Linked DNA regions of Mus musculus: all the other regions are linked to region 2. A link is a contact called in public Hi-C, HiChIP or PLAC-seq and promoter capture Hi-C data. All regions are on one chromosome and are shown on one strand. The core of a region is the stretch at or near the end of the contact, and the rest is flanking DNA. Distances in the headings are between cores, read along the strand shown.

Region 1 (3,012 bases), core at 225-2,724, 320 kb before region 2:
GAGGACGAGCAGGGAGAGGATGGCTCGGACTTCACCTGAAGATCTGGGGGGGAGAAAAGTTCCGAGGTAAGCAGGGAGGCTGGGGACGAGGCTCGGGGCTGAGACCATGTCTTGCCTGTGCCAAACCAACACTGCAGAAATGAGTAACGGAGGAGCAGAGCCTAGCATTGCCTGTAGCGTGGTGCTGAGGTGGGGCAGGAGAGTAAGGGCAGACAACACCCCAGGGATCACAGGGAGGAGCACACAGGGATGTTAGTTTCTGGGAAGCAGTGGGAAGAGAAGGGCATTTGGAAAGATGAGGGGAATCCTAAGGGCGCCTTACCTGGGAAGATGGGTAGAGGGTCCCAAGGGGGCTCAGGGGGGCTGACATCCATCCCCACATCCAGAGAGCTGCTGTCAAACTAAGCAGTGGGACATATTAGCGGGCAGGAAGGTGAGAAAGTACGACAGCAAAACAGGAGCGACACAGCTTGCAAATTAAGACGCCCACTGTGTCAAGGCTCCATAGTTTACAGAAAAAAATGTTTCTCTTTTGCTTTCGTTGTATTTTACTAACAACCACTAACCACCTATTCTCGCCCCTGTAGACACACAGCTGTCAGTCTTTTATCTGTACCCCATAAGAAGGATCCCAAAAGGCCAGAAGGGGCTGCTCTCTAAAATCCTGACTTAGTTGGCTAGTCCCGGGTGCGCCTCTAAAATAAAACTTGAGCCAATTAGACCAATGGACTTTTGAAACTGGTCTTTCTCCTCGAAATTTTCGAGTTTAACATGAGCAGGGGTGACACCCTGATGAGCTCTGTGGCTTGGCAATGACTCCAAGTTTGGGGTCGCCCTCCCACCACCAAGGGTCATAAGAGAAACTCTGAGGTAGCAATACCGGGACATCCTGCTCCACGCAACGGAACAACTGTGCCTGCTCCTCGGCCACTTCATCCAGGCCACTGTACAAGGTGCTGTCTGCATGGAGGCCCGCGTGTCAGGAGGGTGGCACGCCAGCCCCGGCTCCATCCCTCATTGGCTCGGCCGGGCCAGACCCACCGCCCGCCCACTCGCTCAGCCTTACACCCTAAGGCGTCCAGCCCCTCTCCCCTGACCCCGGGCAGCCCCGTGCTCCCACGGGAGACCAAGGTCTTCCCTCCTCCCGCATCCCGGGGAAGCGCGAGTCCCGCTGCGCTCTCCCTCGGAGGATGGGCTCGGCGTCCGCCCAGCCTTCCTCGTTCACCCTCTGCTGCCTTCCCGCGTGCCTCGGGCCCATGGCGAGCCTCAGCCCGCTCCTCCCCCGGGGCCCCACTCCGCGCACCCCAGTCCTCCGGACTCAGCAGGTTGTCGGTGAAGAAGCGCGTCGGGTCGGCGATCTCACTGAGGAGCATCAGCTCCGCCATCTTCCCCCCACCCCCCACCATGAGCCGGCTCCCCGGCCCGCCTCCTCCCGGCCGCGGCAAATCCATGAGCTCGCTGAGGAAAACCGGCGTCCCGGAAGTCCTGATGACCAGTCAGAGGCTTAGTTGGTGAACACGTGACACGAAGGAGCAATGACTGTGCATGCCGGGCCAATGGCACGGGTCAGCCGCTTTACCGATCCAGGCGAGACTGTGCGTGCGCCGTACAGGCCCCAGAAACTAGCATTGTGGGAAATGTAGTTCCTAGCACTTAGGGTTCCGGCATCTGGGCTAGAGTGTTCATGCTTGAGCAGTTGTCCGCAAACATCTGCACCCATGTGGTGCCCATAAACTCATGAAGGCACACGCATAATGAATGAATTATTAATGAATAAACGAATGAGCAAAGTTCCAGCATTTAGGATAAGAGATGGCTCAGCAGTTTAATATTGCTTATTGCGACTAGGCGGTAGTGGTGCACGCCTTTAATCCCAGCACTCAGGAGGCAGAGGCAGGCGGATCTCAGCCTGGTCTACAAAGTGTGCTCCAGGACGGCCAGGGTTGTTACACAGAGAAGCCCTGTCTCAAACCCTCCCACCCAAAAGGAAAGTGCTTGTTGCTCTTATAAGGGTCTGGATTACATTCTCAGCACCCACACCTGGCGACACGCAACCACTTGTAACTCCACCTCCCTGGGATGCAACTCCCTGACATCCGGAAGTTCTGGCGTTTGCCACAGCCAGTCCCAAATAGACAACCTCTCCTATCCTCGGAGGTGGATACGCTTCCCGGGACTCCCTCCACCAAGTGGCTCACTGACACCGTCGCTAACTCCCTGTAGGTCAGAACGAGATACGAGTTCAAACAACTTCCTTCGGGGCCCTTGAAAATTCCACAACACAGACCACAGTTCGCGGGTTCCTGTCTCCTTTAATCAGCTAAACATCTTGCGCAGTCCCCGAGCCAGCCCTGCATCCTGTTTCCTTCCCTGAATGACCACCTTCCCCAGCTCCTCTTTCGCTGCACGGTTTTTGGGATCTACTGCTAGCACTTTCTTGAAATCAGCAGTGGCTTTTTCCAAGTCCCCGAGGGCAGCCCGAGCAACCCCCCTTCGGTATAAGGCCTTTAAATGGCCCGGCTCCCGCTCCAGCACTCGGTCACAGCTCTGGGCTGCCAACTGGGGGTGTCCTAGCAGCAACTGGCAGGCAGCCAGATTGGCATAAAGGGTAGTTCGTTCGGGAGGGCCGGGTGGGGGCAACGTCAGCAGCAGTCGGAGAGCCCGTCCATAGCATCGGGCAGCCCCTTGAGGGTTCCCAGCTCGAAACAGTTCTGTACCCCTTCTGTGTTCTTCTTTGGCCAGAGCCTCCTTCTCCATAGCCTCCATCTCCCAGGAGTCCCGGCCATTGGTGAAGGAATCCAGTCTGAGTTTAGCAAGAGGTGCAGAGGATCCAGGAAGGTGAATCTTTGCCTCCTCACCTTGACGCATAGACTCCAGGCATTTTTCCATGAGTTCCCCCCACATTTTTTCCCTCCATTGTCCTATGCCTATGGTTAGTTCTGTCCAGCCCTCTGGCATCCCAGATCCAAAAGGAAATCCCAAAGCCAACACTTGGCATTTGGAGCCTAGCTT
Region 2 (2,739 bases), core at 102-2,601:
ATGGCTCATTTGGCTTCAGGGGTGTTTCCATGGTCTTTCTCCAAATCTCTTCCTCATGGCTCCAAATCCTTCCTCTGATTGGCAGATGTCCCACCCTATTCTCTCTTCTGCCCAGCCATTGCATGATCAGTATTTATTGACAAGGCATAAAAGAAACGATAAGAATTATTTACACAAACATGAGAGAGGAGGTTCTTGGTATGACCATTACATGGCCATGTCTGGATTGAAACAAGATATGAGGGCAAAATATCAGCACTTGAATTAGACAAGGATGACCTTTACACAGTGCATGGAAAGGGCAGAGAGATGTAGTGAGGACCAACAAGCCCACACAGATAATTGAGACGAGAAGGTGAGCAATGGAACCTTCAAAGCTTGGGGAAGTCGCACAACACCAGACACTTTATTTCCTGACTGTCTTCTAACCCCAGGAGACATTAGCAGCCTTCACGCTGTCTGGCCCCAACCCCCAGGCTCTGGGTACTCAGTTTGAACCACATGTAACTGTTGATTCTGACATATTTTCTATATGAAAATAGAACTTCACATCTGAAACCAGGTGGATCCTCTCCTTCACCCTCAGGCAGAAATGCAGTTGATGCTTGAGACACAGTGCACTGTTTCAGAAGAACTGTTAAGTTTCAGGTACCAAGAGTATATTATCTGTATTCCTTGTCTAGGAGGCAGATTCAAATATTAAGTCCCAGGGTCCGCTCTAGGGTGCCATCAACAGCAGAGAGAGAACCCTGACTACTTCCCCTGACAGCATCCCAGCACGGGGATGGAGGTTTCAAAAACTCTGGGATTCAGGGAGACGAGATCAGGCCACAGATCCCAGTAAGGGCACAGCACAGTCTTTAGGACAGGGCCCCCCAACTCCCCTTAATTGCTCATGAAATCTTCAGGGAAATTTTCCAACTTAACATTTCAGACAGGTGCTATACAGGTCCTTATTTAAGTGCCCTGTCGTTTTCATGTAGGAAATGTGATGTCAGTGTTGACCGGACACATGAGGAGGGAAGGAATATGACCCATGTGTCAATTCCATTCATGGGTCTCAAAAGAACATCTAAGACACTTTTATATGGAAATAATATGAGATTCGTATGATTAAGAGAGGTGATCAAAGAAAAACTGAGAAGTTTTTTTAAAACCAATTGTAGACAAAATGAAGCTAGCCCCTTTGTTCCCAACCCCTAGCAACTCAGAACATGAGAGGTGGTGCACTTACGTCGTGGGTCCCTGACTAAAATCACCGGAGGGGTCAGCATCATCAGACTCAGGATCACAGCTGCCACACAGAGGCCTCTGGGGAGCCACAGAGACACCATGCTTGAGGAGAGGAGAGGTTGGTTGCTAGAGAGGCAGGCCAACCTGGCTGACTGGCAAGGGTGAGAGACTCCACCCACTGGTGCTGGGTTGGGCACCTTCAGTGCTGAAGAACCAATCAGCAGCCAAGAGCACCAGCAGCATCAGTTGCTGGTCAGAGGCGCAGAGTGAAGGTCTTTCTGAAATTTCCAGTTTCCTTTGTTAAGCAGACAGACTGCTTCAGCTCAGAGCCTAGAAGCTTTGATCAGTGTGGCTCTGCAGCAGTTGCATGGACGCTGTACTGAGCCACCAACTCTGATTGATGGCAGCCTTGACACCATCAGTCTGCCTCAGGCTAACTGAACCTGTGAGAGTCCAGTCCCAGTTGGGGTTCCTCCTATGACTTCCCCATCTGCTGAGGGAAATCCTCTAACATTTACTTGCCTTCTGCTTTATCCTAAGAAAGGTCATAAGAACTCTTTGCTAATGTGTGCATATAAGGTTAGAACGAAGACAATCACTGAACATAAAGTGTGAATTACAGTATAAAATACAATCATAGTATTTGTGAAATGTGAACCGTGTGCTGCATGATGATTACACATTATGTTAAGTAACGGTGACGACCTAGATCAAGAATGTGCTTTGAGTGACAGTTCAGAATAGGAACTCCAAGATTAATCCACTGTTCTGATGGTCCCTCTTTATCTATCTTGGTAGTTCTTGAAGTAGGATTTGCCACCCTGCAATAAATGTCACTACAATTCATTGAGTGAGTTTTTAGGTGCCCAAATCTGTACTCAGAGCTATTCCTGGTGCTATCTCTTAAAACTTTTGTTAAAAAGAAAACTTCATAGAATACACTTTGATTATGTTTTCCCTCAGTTCCTCCCGCCATTCCTCATCACCCAACTTTATGATATCTCTCTCTCTCTCTCTCTCTCTCTCTCTCTCTCTCTCTCTCTCTCTCTCTCTCTCTCTCTCTCTCTTTCTCTCTCTTTCTCTCTCTCTCTCTCTCTTTCTCTCTCTTTCTCTCTCTCTCTCCCTCTCTCCTCCCATCTCTGTGTACCAAATAAATCAGAACAGAAAACAAGTATTACACATATACAACCCCCTATTAAATGAAAATAAGAATAAAATAAAATAAAAATAAAAATGAATGTTGAACATTTTAAACTGTTTCTCTGATATATTTCACCTTTGAAAACACTCTGCTGAGATCTATTTTGTTTTCTTATTTTCCTGATGTTTTGGCTTTACCTTTTTAGCTCTTCATATATATTAGATACCCTCTATCATACATATAATTTGTAAAAATATTTTCCAATTCTCTAGGCTGCCACTTTCCCCATATGGTAGTGTCCTTTGCAGTATAGAATATTTTCATTTTCTTTTTTTAAAGATCTATTTATTATTATATGTAAGTAC
Region 3 (2,752 bases), core at 183-2,682, 410 kb after region 2:
CCTTGGCAAGAGGTTCCTTGCTGGGCTGACTGTCCCTAGTCTCTAGTGCGCTTTGAAGAGACTCAAAGTGTGATTTTTGAAACCTAGGATGGGTGCAGAAAAAATTTGGGTTTCGGGACGCCTAACCTTATGAGTTTCTCAAACTCTGGGATCTGGAAACCGACACCATGACCGCCTCTGCAAAGTCCCGCCCCCAAACCACAGTAGGTTTCAATTTTACTCTCAGCCTACAATGAAGGGTGAAGATAAAATCTAACCAACTCCCTTCCCTTAACAAAAGAATATATACTGATCCCCAGTTGAAGAAATGACCCATTCAAACCTCTTGGCGAGTCGCCGAACTGGCCCATCTAGATCCTTAAAAACTACCCATCCATCTCGCGCGCCTCTCGGCGGCTACCTGTTGCCATGGTGATGACGACAGGCTCCCGCAGAGGCTCCGGCTGTGGTCGCAGCAGGCTGGAGAGGCTGAAGAGAGTGCTGGATACGCTGACCAGCAGCCAATCCCCGTCCAGGGCCCGCGGGCAGTTCTGCTCCGGACTCAGACTTCTAGCCCACTTCGCCGAGGCAGGGAACGGGATGAAGCGGCTCATCTCGCAGTGTGGGGCGGAGGCGCCTGCGGGGTACCGCCTGAAGGCGGCCAGGAGCATTCCCGCCGGGTCTGCAGAACCGAAAAGGGTGTAACGGTAGCCCGGACTGGAAATGTGCTGACTACACACAGGCCGGAAGGCACAAACTAGCAAAGTAGTGAACGACTTAGAGAGCATCCAAACGTATTTACAAAAGGGAAAACTGAGGCCCAGCGTCCCTGCGTGAGCTAAGAGGAGGCGACAGATGCAGGTAAGTCCCGAAGACTCACCATCCACCTTGAAGTATAGCTTTGGGTCAAGATCTGGCCGGGGCGGCGGTCCCCTGGGTCCATGGCGCAGTAGCAGTGTGGCAGGTTTCTTAGACAGGCCACCCCCACCTGCATCCTCCACGAACCAGCACTCGATCGCCTCTGGTCCAGCCGAGACGACGGAGACGACGGTCGCTAGGCCTGGGGAGAGGGGCTCCGGTGACCAGAGGGCCATAGGATGTCCGGCGACCGGCGACCGGCCCGCCCCTTCAGACCCGCCATGGGACCTCCTCCCTCTCCTTCCCAGTGTGTCTATTCCTAAACAAGAAGAAATGGGGTCTGCTCACCCAGTGCCACAGCGACGAGCAGGAGCAGAGGCTTCATGGTGCTACGATCTCTCCTACCAAGTCTTTTCTTCCCCTTTCACTTTCATTTTCCTTCTAAGGCTGGGGTGAGGAACTGGAAATTCCCCGATCTGGTCAGGTGAGGGCGTGACTGCGCGTTGGAGGAACGCCGCCCACAGGGGCCAAACAGAGTTGCCGAAACCCTGTCTGTAGCTCTCCAGCCACTCCTCGCCCTGCACCCACCCCCTTGGCTCACCGGACTGCGCCAACTTTGAGCCCTTTATCAGCCTAGACTCCGCCCTCCTGCTGTGCCCTCTCCGCGCCACCTCCCTTAAAACCACACTCCCGCGTTCCCAGACCTGTGCCAGGTCCCAGCAAACAGAGGGGTGTTGGGAAGCCAAGTGAAGTGACCAATAAATATTTTAATCACCGTTAAAAATTAAGACCTATACTACGCGGCTCCCACCTTGTGTCCACCCACTTTCATGACAACCCAATTTGGGATCCCCATGGCAAGGGTGGGGTAGTACAGAAATAAGGGGCGTATCCTTCAAGAGGAGAAAGGACAATCGTTAAGACTCAAAGGCCTTGTCCCACAACACAAACACAGACTTCAGGCACAAACTAGCACAACCTGACTGTTGGCTCTGTGACTCTAGGATGCTCAAAAGGTCCCTTTTCCATTCCCCCACCTTGTTGGCACTACTCCGTGAAGGTGGGGCTCTGGTGTGCTCAGGGGAAAAGCAAAAACACAGCTTAGTTCCAGAGATCTCGAGGAAGGGGCTGAGGAATGGAACGGGCTGGCGACGGTGCAACCCACGCCCTTCTCTAGAATATATACAAGTCCACCGAGGTAAGGGAAGACTGTTTGGTGGGGGAAACCCCGGGAGCCATTGCTCTTAGACTAAGCTCCCCAATTGCCTGCTCTTCAGTGTGCTGCACCTCCACCCCCACTGAAATCCATCTCCACTTTGTGCACGCTGGGTGGGGACCAGACACGCCTATGGGACGGGGGCGTGGCCGAATTTGCCTCATCGCCACTGCCCCCACCCACTGTGGAAGACTCCCTCTTGGGTTGCAATGCTGGCCCAGAAGGTGTCCCGGGTCCAGGTCCAGGACCCGGTCCAGATCCGACCCCACCCACACCCATCCGGTGCCGACGCTCACAGTGTCCCCGGTGACGCATGAAACTGTCCCGCCACATGAACTTCTTGGCGCAGACACTGCATTCGTACGGCTTGAGGCCCGTGTGTGTCTTCATGTGCTCGGTCAGGTGGTGTTTCATCTTGAACTTTTTGTTGCACACGGGGCAGTCAAAGGGTCGCAGGTTGAGATGCATATTCACGTGCCGGTCCCGCATGCTCTTATGTGAGAAAGCCTTCCCACAGTGGCACAGAAAGATCTTATTCCCGTCGCTGTTGCCTGTCCCTCCAGGAGCCCCACCAGAGCCACTTGGTATGCCCAGCCCCACCGCAGAGGTGCCCCCGAGGGTCACTGCCCCGTGCTCAGCTGTGTTCCCTGGTGGCTGGCCTGGAGCCTGTGAAGAGGAGGATGGGAAAACCAAGATCTG
Region 4 (2,700 bases), core at 128-2,627, 300 kb after region 2:
AATTCCAAATCCTCTTCCCTGCCACCTCCGGTTCTTCTTGTGTCCAAGCCCTCAGACCCTTCCCCACCTCCCCCTCTCTCCCCTTTCCAGGGATTGTTCCCTTTCACTGCCTGGTCTCCCAGGGCAACCCCCGCCGCCGGGTGTGAGAGGAAAGAGTGTATGTCACTGTGTATGCGTGACACTCTGGGTCTTTTCAGAGGGAGGGGATTCTGCCCCCACCCCCTCTCATTGGTTCTGCAGCACCAGTCACCCACCCCCATTCCCCGAGTTCCTTATGGACCCCAAGGGTGATTTGTTCTTGGCCCCATCCTGGTGTCCAGTCTGGCCTTGGAAGGGGGTCTTGGAACAGGTGGCCCTCCCCCACCCCTCCTTTCTCTTTTCCCCTCCCTTCTCTCCACCTTACAATAGCTGCAGCCGGCCTGGGGTCGGATGGGGGGGATTAGGGGAGGGGGCCAGGATTAGGGGAATGGACTAGCCGATGAAAGGGGCTGGAGGAGAGCAGAAGGAGGGGGCTGGGAGGAGGAGGAAGGGGAGGGGGTCCTTGCTAATCGACTCTGGTGCCCACATAAGGACTGGCCACGGACTGAAGGAGAGAACAGGGAAGTAGGGGGTAACTGGGTTGGGGGGCGAGGGGACCCACTGCTAACTTGTCCCAGAGATAGGACACCCCCTGGCAGCCGCTGCACAGGCTGGCGGGGGGGACGAATACCCATCACGGTCTCTTCCTCTGTGCCCCTTATTCCCGACTCTGAACCGGCTCTCAACCGGTATGGCCCTGCTCCTTCTCCTTCTCTCTCCTTCTCGTCCGCTTCCTTCACTCCGAGTCCCGGAGTGGCTTTGCCTACTTTCCCACGCCAGACATTCACTCGTGTGCTCCCCGACTCCCCCCAGGGGCCCGCCCCATCTGGTGTCCCCGCTTCCGCGCGGCGTCTCTATCCCCGGTGCCTCCGATGCGCTTCTCTCCCCGTCCCGGGCCGCGGCTCCTGATTGTCCAAACGCAATTCTCGAGTCTCTGGCTCCGGCCGAGAGTTGCGTCTGGACGTCCCGAGCCGCCGCCCCCAAACCTCGAGGGGGAGAGGCCGGGCGGAGCGCGGGACGGTCCCCGGACACCCGGGACCCCGCCGCAGCCCTAGGATCTCAGGGCGCGCACCCAGCAGCAGAGGTGCAGCTGCGGCCGGCTTTCCGGGGTTCTCAGGCCCGGCTTGAGAGAAGTTGGGGATCAGCGCCACGGAGGGGATCCTCCGCCCTCGGGCTCTCCACATGCACCAGCACCCACCGGGCCGGCTCACCGCGCGCCCGGCGGGGGAGGGGGAACCCGGTTCCACGGCGCGCGTGGCGCGCGAGGGCGGTGACGTCTCCGTCGCGGGGTGGGATACAGGGAGGGCGGAAGTGACGTCGAGCCTCGGCGCCCAGGCCATGGCGGCGGTGGCGGTGGCAGCAAGGGTTGCGGCGTGAGTGGCAGCTGCGGACCGAGCGGACCAGGGCAGCGGAGCCCCGGGGTTCCTGGGGAGAGGCCCGCAGCAGGGCAGCGCGAAGGCCGGAGCTGGGTGAGGGGCCGCGGGGCGCACGCCCAGGGTCAGGGGGCGGGGTCTGCAGAGGGGCGGCCCCGACAGCGTCTCCCCCCACCCCCTTCCGCAGACCTCTCTCAGCGGAGCCCCGCTTGGAGGGGGAGGGTCTGTGCCCCGTCACCATGACGACGCCGGCGAATGCACAGAATGCCAGCAAAACGTGGGAACTGAGTCTCTATGAGCTGCACCGGACCCCGCAGGTGACAGGGATCTTCCAGCCCCAGCTTACCCCCTCCCACCAGCCCTCTCCCTCCCTGCCACACTACTCTTGGCCCGACTCTGTCTTTGAATCACCTTTTATCTTCTCAAAGCACTAAAACACCTACCTCATTTGATCCGATTTAACCCCTCAAAGTGGCCATGGCAGCGAGGTACAGCAGATATCACCGTTTTAATTGAAGCACGGTAAACAGAACTTACCGTCCCGGCCCTGTCCCATCTCAACAGCCACATGTCAATGTACACATATATATATTCATCCTGCGAGCTTAAATATAATTCCCTCTCCAGTTTTCTGACTCACGTGCGCTGGGACGACATCGGAATCTGTTTGACAGACACCCTGAACTTCTAGTCTAGGTAGTCTTGCTCTTTAGAGTTTTAAGAAAGCCTGTTGAGGCCGGATGTGATGGCGAAGGCCTTTAACCCCAGCACTCCTGAAGCCAGGACAGGTGGATCTCTTAAGTTTGAGGTCAGCCTGCTTAGAGGCCTGCCAGGAATACATGCATATGGAGACCCTGTCTTGAAAACAGCAAACAAAAAATGAAGAAGTCTTGTAGCATAAATATCCTCCAACCCATAGATCTGTGCCATTCCCAGCCCTAGTCCTCTCAACAAACCCTGGCCTTTCTGTTTCAAAACTCCTTGTAAATGGGCCCTCATCCCTTCTGTTCTGGTAATCTCCAAGTCATTGGTCTCCTCCATCCCAGAATTCCCATCAGTTTGGTCAGCATGGCTGTCCAGGTTCTTACCTTTCTCAAAGCTTGCCTCTAAAGTCCCCTTCCCCCAACCCACTGCCACCTTCTGATGACCCAGGAAGCCATCATGGATGGTACAGAGATTGCGGTTTCGCCTCGGTCACTGCATTCTGAGCTCATGTGTCCCATCTGCCTGGACATGCTGAAGAACACAA
Region 5 (2,700 bases), core at 64-2,563, 370 kb after region 2:
AAAGAAAGAAACCATAGAGGGTAATCTACTGGGGTCATGTAATATATTTCTAAAGAATAAAGGGGTCTACTTTGCTCCCACCCCATGTCAGCACTTACCATCCACTTCATCCAAGATGAATTCATCAGAGGTGATGTCCAACTCTCCAAGTTGTAGGGGTTCTTGGAGTCCAGAACCCCCCCCCTGAAGAGGGACAGGTTAATGAATGTGGGATACAGAAAGAGATGTTGGAAACAAAACATAATCGGGTATCCTTAATCCTCCAAGTGAGGTGGGGGGTGCTTTGGGGGGTGGGGGGTGCCGGAGTAAGTGGGTCAAAGATTCTGATGCGTTCAAATCTACAATCTTGGGCTACTGAGAATATCAGGCAATTCATGGAGTTGCTGGAGTTGTTCAAATGAGAAAAAACTAGGACTAGTCAAACTTGCCTTTGAATTTAGGACCTCAGTTTCCAGCTATTCCAGGTGATCCCTGAGGGAATTCCAGAGGCTAAAATCGCCAGCTTACATAGTGTTTACCCCTGTGTCTGGTACACCATTTAACATGCTCATTCGGCTAATCCTAACGACCACCTATAAGGTATGTCCTAACAGCGTTTGCACTGTAAAGGTGTGGGAAGTTTTGGCACCGAAAACACAGCATAGCTTTCAAGCGGTGGGGCTGGAGGTGGGACCCCGGGCAAATTGGTTCCAGAGGCCACGTTCTTAACCTTTTACGCTAAACACTAAAATTTTTTTCTACTAAAAATCGTGAACAGGAAGCTGACACTGTCCCTGGGGCTTGGGTTTCAGCCACTTTGGTCCCTACGAAGGCTAGGTCACCATCACCCGTGGCAAGACGGCTCCGAACCTCTTGTCTAAATGGAGCCTACGCCTGAGGAGAGGGACAACCTGACGATACTCCGGAGGACCTACAGCCCCGTGCTCTCACCAGCGGGCCCTCCTCCTCCTCTACATCTGAGGCCCCAGCCCGCAACACCAGCTCCCGGGCAGCGGCCGCCATGGTCGCTGCGGCTGCCATTCCCCCGCAGCTTCACTTCCGACTTCCGGCAGCTGTCAGTCTCAGAAAGTCCGTTTCCCGAAGCAAAGCTACAAGTCCTGGAATGTCTTCTATGGAGCAAAAAAGGGTCCCAGATATTTGAGCTAAGGCGATCGGCTCCAGCCTCTCCGGTTAGGCTTTGATCATTTCGGTCAAGTGCAAACAGGAAGGTGAACGTCTCGAACACAACTCTGTTCCGGAACCTTCGCTCCGCGCCCACACAAGAACGGTACGACGACAGAGAAGGCCGAACCGGAAGTTATAGCTCCGGTCCCTTCCAAAACTGTCTCAATACAACTCCTCCCTTAGGGGGAGACGGGGAGAGAAGCAATTTCCGGAAGTGGACCTCCGGGGATAGCCCCGCCTCTTCCGCCAGGAATCTATATAAGACTTATACGTCACTTCCGCTCTCTCTTCCACAGGAGGCCTACACGCCGCCGTCTGTGCCGCCGCCATGGTAAGAGCGGAATCCGCGCCGGGATCCTGCGACATCGGAGCCGGGGCAGGGAGAGATTTCCGTCAGGACTCAGAGAGTGCCCCATGCTGCGGGCCCACAGCCCTCTGTGGAGCGATGGAGTGTGACCCGAGAGGGGACGACCTAAGACGTGAAATCCCGGGGATCGGGGCCCCGAGGAATGCTCGCTCCTCTTACACAGCAAAGCTGCCAGGAGCTTGGCTGTGTGTGGGCTCCTCCCGCTTCCCCTGTCCAGGGAATTGGGGGCCGCGGCCGACGTCCACCCTCTTGTCAGAGGTTGCGATTTCCCGCGCCTGAGCGCGTTAGGGGTGAGCCCCGGTGACTGAGGAGTTGTGTAAGAACTTAGCAGACAATCCAACCCTGCCTCGGCCACCTTCCCGGTTTGGGGGTAACCTGTCTTGATAACTGCCCGTGTTCTTTCAGTCTCTAGTGATCCCTGAGAAGTTCCAGCACATTTTGCGAGTACTCAACACCAACATCGATGGGCGGCGGAAAATAGCCTTCGCCATCACTGCCATTAAGGTAAAAGTGTTAGGGGCAAAAGAGAAGCAGCTAAACTCACCCAACCCGTTTCAATAAAAGCCTGATGATGACCCAGGGTTAAACCAAAACATTGCTCCAGGGGTAGTGGGGTGTGAGTGTAGTCATGTCCCACCTTGCAGAGGTTTCCCGAGATCTTCAGCTTCCGAGAGCAGTCTCTGCTGTCAGCAAACCTTGAGTAGAATTCCTGTAAACTAACATCCTAAGAGGTGTCCAGGCTTAGCGGTGATGGTTGGGGGTGGTCTGCAGAAGCTATTGGCAGATGCCACAGTGGAAGGTGACACAGAAGCTGGCAGTTTTCCCCATTATGGCAAAAAGGGAGGTCGTAGGAGGAAGCTGGGATGTTTCTCTGCAGAGCTAAAAGTCTTGTAGACAGGGACAGGACTTGAAGTTGGTGATTTGAGGAGTTGCTGGTCAGGTGTGTTCAGCCATGAGACCTGTCAGTGGTGGGACCTTGTGGGATGCTAGGGTATAGATGGAACTGGGTGGCTGCTGAGAGGTTTGAAGGAGGCCTGGGGAGCCGAGGTAATGTCAGGTGGACATAAAAGTTGGAGTAAATTTTTTTAACCTTGTGAAGTCTCACTTTTAAGTCCTTGCCATGTTGACTTTTTTTAATTCTGCACTTTGGCAAACAATGATAGCACAGC
Region 6 (2,890 bases), core at 80-2,579, 280 kb before region 2:
AATACTTGTGTAACACTTGGTTTGAAGAAGGCATTGTCTTTAGACAGAAATGTTTGAAGATCCATAAACACATTGGAATGGCAAATGGGTTAATGAGCATACAATCAATCAATCACACCGACAACGAATTTACAAAATAAATGGCAGGTGCAACCAGTACATGCCACCGTTGTGCCACATCGATGTGTCGTCACACCATGCAGATCTTTGGTGAGAGCCACACCTACTAAACAGGTTACTGTGGTCACAGGGCTGAACCACTGAACCCCACAGGCAGAAGAACCCTGCACCCTCTGGAACTGAACACCTGTGAGGCTGAGGGACCAAGCTAAGGCAAACGGGAAGCCCCAGGGCAGGTAGGCCGCACGGAAACACCCAACAGGTGAAACATACCAAGTCCTCACACAGATTTGACCCTGGAGCGTGTCACAAACTGAACTTGGGGCAATGGGCGTGAAAGCGGATAGCCATTCTGATGGGGTTTTAAACGTCATTCTCTACAGCCCATGGAAAGCACAGCACAGGGCTGCACAGAAGCCGGGCATCCTATCCAAGGCGCCGGACCTCCCACAGGCCACTCGTGTGCTAGTGAGGGGCTCTGGGTGGAAGGCCGCTTCCAGATCAGTGCTGCTTCCGTGTGAGAGGTTAGCGGGTGCCTGACAGCAATTCCTAGGAAGCAGTCCTGGCCTTCTCACCGCCACCCAGAAGTCATGTGGGGCCAAAAAGCAGCAGAAGGGCTGGGAAACCCGAAGGGAATCCCCTTTTCAAGACTCGTCCCCTTGTCCACACCCCCGTCCCAAATTCCGAGTTCCCATCCCTCCTCTCGCCCGCCTCTGCACTCTGAGCAAGGCCCCCAACCTCGGAGCCTGTTCCCAGCCTTCGTCGCTCCCATTCTTCCGCTCAGGCCCCTCTCCCCAGCAACCCTGTCCCCAGCCGGCCCTCCCGGCCCCATCTCTCCCCATCCCCGTGCCTCTCGGCCCCCTCCTCCCACAGCCTCCCACCCCCTTCCCGCCCACACCTCAATGGGGCGGGGAGCCTGGGGGACGGGCCCCCTCCCCAGCCAGGCTGCGGCAACGGTGGTGGCGGCTGGCTGTATCTCTGTCTCGGTGTCGGTGCCAAGGGGGCGACAGGATTTGGGGATGTCCTAGCCCCGGCCGATGGAGGGGTGGTGGGAGTGGGAAGCTGGGCCCATATCGGTAGGAATGGTGGGGGGCAGTACCCCCGACACCCTCCCTCCCTCCCTGCCGGCTCTCTGAGGGTCGGGGCTACTGCCGCCGCTATCTCCCCCACCCCTCCCAGCGCCTGCTGACTTCCGGGGCTGGCCAGGAAGTGGGGGTCTATGATGGGCAGCGGGCCTCGCCAATCGCCTCTTCAGAGACCCGCATCTCCTCCCCATGCCTGCCGGGCCTCTCGCTGGCCCCGCCCCAGGGAGCTCAGTGGCGCTCGCGGCCTCGGTCAGCCTCATCGCTCGGGCCACCGGTTTCAGCACCGGTGACCCCGGCTCCCTCGCTGCTCTATTCCTCTGCCCCGTCTAGCTTCGCTCGCACGCTCTCTGAACCCGTTGCCTTTCTTTGAACCCCAGCGCTATGTAACTCTAGGATCCCCAAACACTTCCTCCTGCCTTTCCTGTCTCCCATTCAATCACAAACGTTTATGAAGTACCTTCTGAATTCAAGCAGTAGGCTCACCTTTTTCTGCTCAGGCCTCGGGCTTTCCCTGAATAGCTCTCCAGCTTTCTGTCCACTTGCCCTTTGTCCCGGGTCTCCATCTCCTCCACCCACCTTTAGTCTTTAAAGATAAAGGAGCCCTCTGACCTTCTCTCCCTTTCAACCTTGTTTTCCTACTTAGTACTTTCCTAGTTCTTCATTCACCCAATCTGAGCCAACCACTCCCCCCCCCCCCACACACACACACACGATCTGGCCGCTGGCTTTTGGTGGTGTATGCTTGTTAACAGCAGTACATGAGAGCCTCGGGCAAGAGTATCCGAGTTTGAGGCTATAGCTGAGACCTGTAAGAAGCTAAGTCCTTTCGATGGAATTCGAGCAATAAAACACTGCTTCCTAAGGGTGATAAAATGGTGGGATGTGCCGCGTATCTAACTGGCCAAACCCTACTTCCCTCTTCACACTCTGGACGAGTCCATCGTTCCTACCTCCTATTCGCCTATTCTGCATCTAAACCTCTTCAATACTCCAGATCCTCGCTTCTCCGTACCTCCTCCTATAGAGAGTCCCAGCTTCTCACCTTTCTTTATTCCTCAGTCACACAGGTCCTTTATCAAGGTATTGAATAATCCTTAGCTAGCGTGTTCTCGTCTCCCGCCCATGGACACCTTTGCCCTGGGTGATTTACATGGCTTGGTGAAGAGCCCTTGCGAATGCGAGGACTGTTACCTAATTCTGGGCCTTGGGCCATAGTGAGGGTCACTGAGTGCTGGAAAGGCCCTAGCTGCCAGCCGTCCAGCCAGGAAAAAGATCCAAATCTATGCAGGGCAAACTACAAGGAAGGGGCGGATCTACCCCATTCTACGGCGGGTCACCTAGGGGTCGGCCTCTGTCCTTTGGGCGCCCACTCCCAAGAGGGTGGAACCAGTCCTTTTCTGCTTGTAAGGTTTAGGACGGAGTGGGGGTCCACTGTGGTCTGCTGTGTCACATTACAACGGTGGGCCTTTGGCTCGGTCCTGCTGTGAGAATCACCTAGAGAGGCTAAGTCGTCCAACCGAGAGAGTGGGGTTAACACCGGCGCCACAGACCGACGGCCGCACCATCCACGCGTCGGGCTAACCCCAGCTCTGCTCCCCGCTTCTCCGAGAGGGAGGGGCGGACCCAAGGTCTTCCCTCTACGTCACCCAAGGAGGCCGGAGCCATCTTGAACCCTGCGACCCTGG
Region 7 (2,700 bases), core at 130-2,629, 340 kb before region 2:
GGCCAGCACACGCAGCGGCCATCCTCACAGTGGCCCCTTTGGTTACAGTCCCCGGGGCAGCTCCGCACACCGCAGTCGTCGCCACTGTAGCCTGCGTCACAGATACATTCCCCGTCCTCGCAGCGGCCCCGGCCACGGCAGTCACGCGGGCACGTCCGCGTGCTACAGTCTTCGCCCGAGTACCCGGGCCAGCACACGCAGCGACCGTCCACGCAGCGCCCTCCGTCGCCACAGTCCCATGGGCAGGTCCTCATGCTGCAATCTTCGCCACTATAGCCGGGATCGCACACACAGCGGCCGTCCTCGCAGCGACCCCTCTGGCTGCAGCCCCTGGGACAGTTCCGCACCCCACAGTCCTCGCCAGAGTAGCCGGGGTTGCACACGCAGAGGCCGTTCTCGCAGCGGCCTCTTTGGCTGCATCCCCTGGGACAGCTCCGCACCCCACAGTCCTCACCGGAGTAGCCGGGGTCACACACGCAGCGTCCTTCCTCGCAGCGTCCTCTCTGGTTGCAGTTGCGAGGGCAAGAGCGCTGGCTGCAGTCAGGGCCTGAGAAGCCCGCGCGACACACGCACACGCCCTTCACGCAGCGCCCGCGCCCCTGACAATCTCCAGGGCAAGAGGGCCAGCTACAGCTGGGGCCACTGTAGCCGGGGAAGCACACGCAGCGTCCTCGGACGCAGCGTCCCTGGTCGTTGCAGTCTTCGGGACAGGACTTGGAGGGCGGCGATGAGGTGGGCGTCTTTGTGTCCGTAGGGTCTGAGCAGGTGGGTCCACCCCAGCCAGGCTCACAGGAACAGGCGCAGCGGCTCAGGTCAAAGACACCGTGGAGGCTGCAGAGGCTGCGCACGTCAGTCTGGCCTGGAGCAATAAGAAGTGAGACCCAGCCCGTGTAAGTGTCCTATGGACATCTTATTTTCAAAAGGTCATTTTAGCTCCTAGTTGCTTGGCGATTCTCCCATCCCCACCCTCTTTCCCCCCCCCTCCTCCCCCACCCCACCAGCGGCTCACCTGTGCCAGCTTGGGCCGCAGTGGGACAGCATCCTCCTGTGCAGTGCTCCTTAAGCCCTTTTACCAGCTCCTCCAGGATCTCCAGGCGGACCCTCAGGGCCTGCACCTCTGAAGCAGGCACCGGGGGCTCAGAGCCCGGGGGACAGCCGCAGCCGGCTGACGGGGGCAGGTTAATGCGATGGGTGAACACCACCTGCTTCTCTCCTCCTTCCACAGTATGCTCGTACAGCTGAGAAGAAGGACCACCGGGCTTGGGAGGGGGCCGTGGGGCCGGAAGTGTCACATTAGACCGAGGAGAGAATGGGCCTGCTCTGGCTAAGCCAAGCAACACCAGGATGGTCAGAATAGACGGGGTGCACTGAGCTGCCATGGTTCAGAAGGCTGGGGGGAGGGGGGGGAAAAACACCCGTGTGAGAACTGACTCAGTAAAGGTCAGTTCCCCTCATCTCCAGCACACATCAGCAGAACACCTACTGGCAACAAACTCAGCTCACACATGGATGAAAATCCAAAGCTGAAGAAGGGCCTCTCTGGGCAGATCTGGTCTGTCTCTTTCTGATGTCGTCTGCTCACTGTCTTCCCTCCTTCACCGTGTTCCTCTCACCGATACTATGCTCCAAACCCATCTTCTGTTTGCTCTGCAAAGACTACCCTAAGGCCTCTGTGCTTTGCCCCCTCTGTCTAGAATGCTCTTTTTGACGCCTACAAGCTGACATCTTAACAGTTCTGCCCTTACTCAGGCCATCCTCATGTCGGGCAGAGCCGCTTGTCCCCACCCTCCCAATCACAGAGGCCCGCCCACGCTCCACATAGCACTCAGCATCCCATGAGAACAGGTACCTCGCCTGACCCCACTCTGCTGCATGTGCTTAGCATGAAAAGTTGCTGGATAAGGTTGGTGCCAACACGTCTGTGCCAAGGGAGTCTGGCCGATGAGTACAGAGGCCATGGCCTTCCCCAAACACCTGGACCAGCTCCCCAGTGCCCAGTGCACAGCCTGACAGACTCCTGTAGGGGTGAGAGTGAGTCCATCCCACTCCTTTCTCTACCCTTCCCCCTCCCCCCTCCTCTTCCTCTTCTCCTCTTCCTCTTCCTCCCCTCCTCCTCATTCTCTTCCTCTTCTTCTCCTCCTTCTCTTCCTCTTCCTCCTCCTCCCCTCCACCTTCTTTTCACCTCCTTCCTCCTCTTCCTCCTCCTCTTCTTCCTCCTCCTCTTCTTCCTCCTCTTCTCCCTTCTCCTCTTCTTCCTCTTCTCCCTCCTCCTCTTCTTCCTTCTCCTCTTCTTCCTCTCTCTCTTCCTCCTTCTCCTTCTCTTTCTTTAATGCAGGTCTCCTGTAGCTCAGGCTAGCTTCACATCCACTATGCAGCCCAGGATGGCCTTGAACTTTTGATCATCCTGTCTCTACCTCCGCAAAGCCAAGATGACCAGCAGACACCACTATGCTCAGCCAACAATCACTTTTTTGTTTGTTTGGTTGGTTGGTTAGTTGGTTGGTTAGTTTTTTGTTTCTCTGTGTAGTGCTGACTGTCCTGGAACTTTCTTTGTAGACCCGGCCTGCCTCAAACTCAAAGATCTACCTGCCTCTGCCTCCTGAGTGCTGGGGTCAAAGGTATGCACCACCACACCCATCTTGCCTTTTAATTTTTAAAAAATTCTTCTCTCATACATTTCATCTCACCCACAGCCTCCCT

Evidence for each region. Promoter capture Hi-C pulls out the DNA fragments that hold promoters and counts their contacts. Hi-C and Micro-C count contacts between places; a contact is called where the count stands out from the background. HiChIP or PLAC-seq counts read pairs in DNA pulled down with a chosen protein or histone mark.
Region 1: a promoter capture Hi-C map of pre-B cells shows a contact between it and region 2, with 5 times the contacts expected there. The contact joins the promoter of Atf6b here to the promoter of H2-Eb2 in region 2. A contact is called at or near these places in 4 of 39 promoter capture datasets (cranial neural crest, liver, pre-B cells and 1 more) and 1 of 9 other capture datasets (adipose tissue).
Region 3: a promoter capture Hi-C map of pre-B cells shows a contact between it and region 2, with 2.7 times the contacts expected there. The contact joins the promoter of Tapbp here to the promoter of H2-Eb2 in region 2. A contact is called at or near these places in 1 of 39 promoter capture datasets (pre-B cells) and 1 of 115 datasets of contacts at active chromatin or transcription factors (bone marrow-derived macrophages).
Region 4: a contact with region 2 is called in a Hi-C map of B cells, with 6 read pairs. The contact joins the promoter of Ring1 here to the promoter of H2-Eb2 in region 2. A contact is called at or near these places in 1 of 484 Hi-C or Micro-C datasets (B cells) and 3 of 9 other capture datasets (adipose tissue, liver and pancreatic islet).
Region 5: a promoter capture Hi-C map of pre-B cells shows a contact between it and region 2, with 2.8 times the contacts expected there. The contact joins the promoter of Vps52 here to the promoter of H2-Eb2 in region 2. A contact is called at or near these places in 3 of 39 promoter capture datasets (liver, pre-B cells and stem cell-derived epiblast-like cells), 1 of 484 Hi-C or Micro-C datasets (B cells) and 1 of 115 datasets of contacts at active chromatin or transcription factors (the SCID.adh cell line).
Region 6: an H3K4me3 HiChIP or PLAC-seq map of bone marrow-derived macrophages shows a contact between it and region 2, with 2.2 times the contacts expected there. The contact joins the promoter of Agpat1 here to the promoter of H2-Eb2 in region 2. A contact is called at or near these places in 2 of 39 promoter capture datasets (the 3T3-L1 cell line and hippocampal neurons), 1 of 484 Hi-C or Micro-C datasets (B cells), 1 of 115 datasets of contacts at active chromatin or transcription factors (bone marrow-derived macrophages) and 2 of 9 other capture datasets (adipose tissue and macrophages).
Region 7: a promoter capture Hi-C map of embryonic stem cells shows a contact between it and region 2. The contact joins the promoter of Tnxb here to the promoter of H2-Eb2 in region 2. A contact is called at or near these places in 1 of 39 promoter capture datasets (embryonic stem cells), 1 of 484 Hi-C or Micro-C datasets (embryonic stem cells) and 1 of 9 other capture datasets (macrophages).

What each region holds. Positions count from the first base shown.
Region 1 is chr17:34,645,608-34,648,619 of GRCm38.p6, reverse strand. It overlaps Atf6b (activating transcription factor 6 beta), which reads right to left and starts at 1,474. Exons shown (of 18, transcript NM_017406.4): 1 at 1,304-1,474; 2 at 881-960; 3 at 323-401; 4 at 1-43. The coding sequence starts at 1,406. It overlaps Fkbpl (FK506 binding protein-like), which reads right to left. Exons shown (of 2, transcript NM_019873.3): 2 at 1,803-3,012. The coding sequence ends at 2,317.
Region 2 is chr17:34,324,287-34,327,025 of GRCm38.p6, reverse strand. H2-Eb2 (histocompatibility 2, class II antigen E beta2) reads right to left here and starts at 1,351. Exons shown (of 5, transcript NM_001033978.3): 1 at 1,235-1,351. The coding sequence starts at 1,334.
Region 3 is chr17:33,918,158-33,920,909 of GRCm38.p6, reverse strand. It overlaps Tapbp (TAP binding protein), which reads right to left and starts at 1,432. Exons shown (of 8, transcript NM_009318.2): 1 at 1,186-1,432; 2 at 860-1,039; 3 at 401-661. The coding sequence starts at 1,222. It overlaps Zbtb22 (zinc finger and BTB domain containing 22), which reads right to left. Exons shown (of 2, transcript NM_020625.3): 2 at 1,585-2,752. The coding sequence ends at 2,111. It overlaps Gm19412 (predicted gene, 19412), which reads left to right and starts at 414. Exons shown (of 2, transcript NR_168019.1): 1 at 414-840; 2 at 1,284-1,621.
Region 4 is chr17:34,023,357-34,026,056 of GRCm38.p6, reverse strand. Ring1 (ring finger protein 1) reads left to right here and starts at 1,377. Exons shown (of 7, transcript NM_009066.3): 1 at 1,377-1,547; 2 at 1,639-1,768; 3 at 2,604-2,700. The coding sequence starts at 1,691. Mir219a-1 (microRNA 219a-1) reads left to right here and starts at 965; the gene lies at 965-1,074. It overlaps Mir219c (microRNA 219c), which reads right to left and starts at 1,045; the gene lies at 986-1,045. H2-Ke6 (H2-K region expressed gene 6) reads left to right here. Exons shown (of 9, transcript NM_013543.2): 9 at 1-24.
Region 5 is chr17:33,954,413-33,957,112 of GRCm38.p6, reverse strand. Vps52 (VPS52 GARP complex subunit) reads right to left here and starts at 1,313. Exons shown (of 20, transcript NM_172620.4): 1 at 931-1,313; 2 at 99-183. The coding sequence starts at 1,020. Rps18 (ribosomal protein S18) reads left to right here and starts at 1,448. Exons shown (of 5, transcript NM_011296.3): 1 at 1,448-1,495; 2 at 1,937-2,035. The coding sequence starts at 1,493.
Region 6 is chr17:34,604,300-34,607,189 of GRCm38.p6, reverse strand. Agpat1 (1-acylglycerol-3-phosphate O-acyltransferase 1 (lysophosphatidic acid acyltransferase, alpha)) reads right to left here and starts at 1,329. Exons shown (of 7, transcript NM_001163379.1): 1 at 1,019-1,329.
Region 7 is chr17:34,669,214-34,671,913 of GRCm38.p6, reverse strand. It overlaps Tnxb (tenascin XB), which reads right to left and starts at 1,379. Exons shown (of 33, transcript NM_031176.2): 1 at 1,010-1,379; 2 at 1-859. The coding sequence starts at 1,379.